Regions from separate parts of the Oncorhynchus mykiss genome. Here region 2 is linked to region 1. Evidence: chromatin contacts called from public Hi-C data. All regions are on one chromosome and are shown on one strand. The core of a region is the stretch at or near the end of the contact, and the rest is flanking DNA. Distances in the headings are between cores, read along the strand shown. Region 1 holds the start of LOC110527456 (actin-related protein 3). Region 2 holds the start of LOC110527460 (oxysterol-binding protein-related protein 11).

What was found. A called contact is a pair of places that touch in the nucleus more often than the background predicts.
Region 2: a Hi-C map of liver shows a contact between it and region 1, with 5 times the contacts expected there. The contact joins the promoter of LOC110527460 here to the promoter of LOC110527456 in region 1. A contact is called at or near these places in 2 of 3 Hi-C or Micro-C datasets (blood and liver).

The regions. Positions count from the first base shown.
Region 1 is chr7:20,308,669-20,311,368 of USDA_OmykA_1.1, reverse strand. It overlaps LOC110527456 (actin-related protein 3), which reads left to right and starts at 1,278. Exons shown (of 12, transcript XM_021608732.2): 1 at 1,278-1,501; 2 at 2,046-2,101. The coding sequence starts at 1,458. LOC110527457 (a long non-coding RNA gene) reads right to left here and starts at 1,306. Exons shown (of 2, transcript XR_002474135.2): 1 at 1,203-1,306.
Region 2 is chr7:20,525,964-20,528,732 of USDA_OmykA_1.1, reverse strand. It overlaps LOC110527460 (oxysterol-binding protein-related protein 11), which reads right to left and starts at 1,305. Exons shown (of 13, transcript XM_036982877.1): 1 at 1,185-1,305. LOC110527462 (glycerol-3-phosphate dehydrogenase [NAD(+)], cytoplasmic) reads left to right here. Exons shown (of 8, transcript XM_021608737.2): 1 at 1-285; 2 at 606-783; 3 at 2,610-2,750. The coding sequence starts at 245.

The DNA.
Region 1 (2,700 bases), core at 29-2,528:
GACTATATTTTAGTCATTTAATTGTTATATATATATATATACACACATACATAGAAATGTTCACTTTGACAGAGTATTTTGTGGAGATCAATGTAAAAAAAAAAGTAATTAAATCTATTTCAATCCCACAAGTTCAAGGGGGTGTACTTTCTATTGGCACTGACTGTACATTGTACTGTCAAATGCATATTGCCACCTAATGGTGAAATAGTAATACACCCCAAGTATAATAACAATTTACTGCATGCATCCTCTTTCTTATACCCTTCAAATACAGTAACTCTGGGCATGTACATTTAATATTAAATGAGGACAGGAATCAAATGTACCTTTGAGAGGTTTCTCAGCTAAACTGTATCCATTTGTCAGCTTTTCCTCTTCCCATCCTAATGTCGAAACACAGTAAAGGGATGGTTTCTCCCACTGACTGGAGACTGGAGAGGACCGTTTGAACAAGAAGAGAAAGCTGAGGGCTTTGTGAGTATATAGGGAGTGACGGACCACCGACGTGAGCGATGAAAGACTCTTCCTGGAGAGAAATAAGGCAATGTTCTAAAAAGCTCAAGGATTGGATCTAGTCTAGCCGCTAGATGGCCCTCCATGATGGATCCAGCTCTCAGCCCCAGAGCTCTCTCAGCTAATATATCTTCTTTATCAGTGGCCTTCCATGTGGTCATGGTGGAAGGGAATACAATCCTCCTTGGCTGGTTGATGGGAGGTAAATCAATGATATCATCTTTAAGCAGAGCAGGTCGCTGGAGATGTTTTTTGGGGTGCTGCACTAGCCTATAGCTTCGAGGGACACATAGCTCTGAAAATGGAAACTTTTGAGAACTTTTGTTTCACTTGGGTGAAACAGATCACTCATGCAGTATACTTCTTGAATCTCCCAATTTTACCAATACTATTGAACAATTTACATAGGATAGAGAGAAGAGATATTGGTTTTCATGTTCACCCAAAAGGTCAATCTAACGCATTGATACAATGCTTTTAAATGTAATTTATTTCAATAGCGTCATGCAATGTTCAAAGAAGATATTCTATTCAGATAGTCTACTACCCTCATCAGCAGTCACAGAATCCTGTCCATGAATTGACTGAACAGTTATATTGCTGCTACTATAAAAACGACCGGTACATTATAGAGAATAATTGTTTCATATGTTTTACATGCAATTAGAACGTGTACATTTACTTACCCCTCTGATAATGTGCGATATTAGAAATGCTTTAACAAACGTTATGATCAGCGTCTCGTCAGCCACTTTAAACTTCCGCATCATGTGATTGCGGAAGTAACTTCACTCTGCGGGTTCAGGGTTCCGCCTCTAAACTAGCTAGCTAAATAAATGGTTATCCCTCTACCCAAAACAAACGACTTTCCTTTTTATAAGACCCATTTGGAATATAGCTGCAATTCACCATTGCATTCTGCAGTAGATATTTAAGGAAACATGGCTGGACGTCTACCGGCTTGTGTAGTTGACTGTGGCACAGGGTAAGTAGCAAGTGCTAATGCTAATAGCTAGCTAACTAATTCATTGGCTTTAGCTAGATGCACCCAGACATGGCATACACGTTGGGCGTGCAAAGTAAACAAATCAAGATAGCTAGCTAGTCAGCAACAACCTTTATTTGCTTCATTTCGTTTAATCTAGCCAGCAAACTAGCTAGTTAACCATTTTAGGTTCAAGAAGATAGCTTGCTAGTAGCTGATTTCCATCAGTGTCCCCCACTCGTTAGAAGTTACATTAGCAGGATGCATTGACTTTAATCTGTTACTGTAGTCTACGTACAATGTATGTTTTAACTTGTGGAAGCGTATAACTGACCTAGTCCATAGACAGTCATGCCACCCGTTAGATGAGTTGTTTACAACCTTTTTCGGTTACTGTACCACCAACTGAATTTTGCTCTGCTCGGACTGAGTACCCCAGAAGTACCCCCCCATTGCTTTAGATCATGCATCATGAGCTATAATGATTACACCATTATGATCTATATAACCCACTGAACTTTCTCATGCAATGCATTTGTTGTAGGTACACAAAGATTGGATATGCTGGAAACACAGAGCCACAGTTTATTGTTCCTTCATGTAAGTATTTCTGTGTCACACAGCATCGGTTCCCAAACTCGGTGCACGTTTTGGTTTTTGCCCAAGCACTAAACAGCTGATTCAAATTATCAACTGATCATCAAGCTTTGATCATTTGAATCACCTGTGTAGTGTTAGGGCAAAAAAAAACACCCCTTGGAGTCCCGAGGACCGAGTTTGGGAAACGCTGTCATACAGTCTTCTAATGATAATGTACCATGCCCATTCATATGTAGCCCTTGATCATGACTATCAGTTCCTTTCCACTACACGGGTCATTGAACGAAGGTGTCTTCTGTACTGAGGAGTTTTGTTAAGAACCGCGAAGCTCACACATCGCTTGCAGTACGGTTTTGGCAGCATAAGGATATTTTATATCAACGATAAATACTAATGAAAGAAAATAGGGTTAGGGTTCCCACACGGCCATATTTCCATGTTACGGCGCTTGTTTATGGCAAACAGACAGAATAAAGAGTGGGTTACCTGTGCTAAAACGCTATCTGCTTCTTCCGAACACCTGTGTGTAAACGGAAGACGGACGCCACAAATGTGTTGTCACTGATAAATATGGTCAGCTGCAGCGGTGTTAAAACAGT
Region 2 (2,769 bases), core at 56-2,555, 220 kb before region 1:
TATAGGACTTTTTCCATGCATTAATGTTCGTCGTGGTGGCACACCCAGAATAACCCTACTGTTATCTAACACGTACAAACCCCTTTCCCTTCTTTTATAAACAAGTACAAAAAGGGCGGTGTGCTAAAAAAGAATGTGCTGCCCACACGACTATGGCGTATAAGGAAGTTATGGTTATAAACACGGCATTTTACTGATATGTTAACACTGTTAAAGGAATCCTGCCTGCTACTCTACCTTAAAAATGCCCGCTAAGAAAGTGTGCATCGTTGGATCTGGAAACTGGTATATTTATCCGCTTTCTCAATTTGCATGTGCCTGCATTCGACAACATTGTATCGTCATTAATTCCACTGATTGATTCATAATGTAGCCAACTAAGTGCTGATATTTGGCTAAATGTACAACTTGCTTGTAGTTTCATAGAATATCAAACATAACGTTTGATTTGAAGGTTTGGGGATATGCAAGCCATTCCGTGTACTGTTATAATCTGGTTATTGTACCCCCAGGATATATTTAGCATGTTCATTTTGCGACTGGGATTTTGAAAATATGAATGGTGTTATTTCATTGCCCTTCAATCTGTTTTCATCATCTCCTAGGGGCTCTGCGATAGCCAAAATCGTCGGTCACAATGCAAAGAGATCCAACAGGTTTGACCCCATTGTCAACATGTGGGTGTTTGAAGAGATGGTCGAAGGCAAAAAGTTAACAGAAATCATCAACACAGAGCATGAGAACGTCAAATACCTACCGGGTCACAAGCTTCCCAAAAATGTGGTAGGTATTGTGTTTTGTTTAATATGATATTTTTTTGCCTCAAGATTACAAATCATTGAGTTGGGCAATACATCGGACTTAACATTATCTCCTATCTCCGGACATGCTTTGTGGTTGTGTAAAAGGACACACACAGATAAGGTGAGTGAAGTTTGACCTATACAGAGCTAACAACATATCCGTCTGGGTTGTTCTCAAGAACAAGGCATTCTGCCTTATCCCTAGGGTTCTCAGCTATAAACACCGTTTACCGGTGGGCCCATTTAAACTATAATCCCATCTCTTTGTTTTAAAGTTTAGAAAACGCCAATAATCATTGCTTGCAATGCGGTTTTTGAAACATGGAATAATCTTTCAAATAAGTGAGAAATAATCTTTCAAATATAAAATATAACGCTTACTGTATCAGTTTTGCACAGAACCATAGGGCTGTGTGTATGCGCAGTATGGGATCAATATCATGCCAAATGTGTTCCTCCAGACCACAAACTACATTTCCTTTCCAGTTACACACAGGTGTTCAAGCACGCTAGATAGCTAATTAGCACAGGTGGTCTTCTCTGCCTTCCATCAGTCTTCCTTAATAAAGTGTTTGTAACATGGCCATGTGGGAACACAAACCCTAACCGTATAAAATAGTGCTGGTGTAAGAAATCTATACAGTTGCATTTAAGGATATTACTTTTGACAATATATCATGCGCTTTTGAAAATATCGCAATATGATTGTTTTTGCTAGTTGTTTGTAGCTAAACCAAAACTCCTTCATAACTTGTTCTCCGTCTTATTCTTTTTTTTTTAACCTTTATTTAGCTAGGCAAGTCAGTTAAGAACAAATTCTTATTTTCAATGACGGCCTAGGAACAGTGGGTTAACTGCCTGTTCAGGGACAGAATGACAGATTTGTACCTTGTCAGCTCGGGGGTTTGATCTTGCAACTTTCCGGTTACTCGTCCAATGCTCTAACCACTAGGCTACCCTGCCGCCCCAGGGAGCCAATTTGTTTTCAGCAGTTTTATTCCCATGACTGATCCAAACTTGTTTTCTCATGTTCTTGCTTGTTCCACTGCAGCTATGATGAACAGTTTGGAACATTAAATCGCAATAAAATCACAGTGTCGAATCGCAATACATAGAAATGTGAGAATCGCAATACATATCGTATTGGCACCTAAATATTGTGATAATATGGCATTGTGAAGTCCCTGGAAATTCCCAGACATACTATAAAGGTGTGTAGGAATTTACACTTTAGGTTTTTGGGTAATTATTTCTCGCTGCTATAAAAGATACGTTCCTTATATTTCCCAAACCGTACCGCAAGCGATGCATGTTAACGTTCAGAATGAACGTCAAGGCTCTTAACAAAACTCCCCCAGCCAGAATATACCTTCATGGATAGATGCTAAAGGTAGTTGGCATCTTTGAATGGCTGACCAGTCTGACATACCTTGCTTTCCACTGTGTCAAAACGTAATGTGTGTATTATTGTATCCAGCCGCCCCTTATGTCAATTCCTTAATCGACCGTGTAACAAAATAACATTACATAACGTCTTGTAATCACAGGAGGTTGGTGGCACCTTGATTGGGGAGGACGGGATCATGGTAATGGCTGGAGCGGAAAAAATGGAAGGGCATGAAACCCATGGTCTCTACGTGTTTGACGGCATTGCGTTCGCTCCGTTCCAGCCATTGATTATGAGCCGTCCTCCCCTCAGCAGCCTCCACTGCGTAATGTAGATTCACGATAAATGCTACTACATAGTAACATCCATCATGAATAGTACAGTGTATCATGCTATCTTTTCCCACTTCGGTTTACCAGGTTGCTGTTCCAGAAATCACAGAAGCGGTGAAAGGGGCCAGCATACTCATCTTTGTCATTCCACATCAGTTCATTGGGAGGCTATGTGATCAGATGAAACCTCATATTGCACAGGGAACCATTGGGATATCCCTCATCAAAGTAATGTCATTTACCTCTT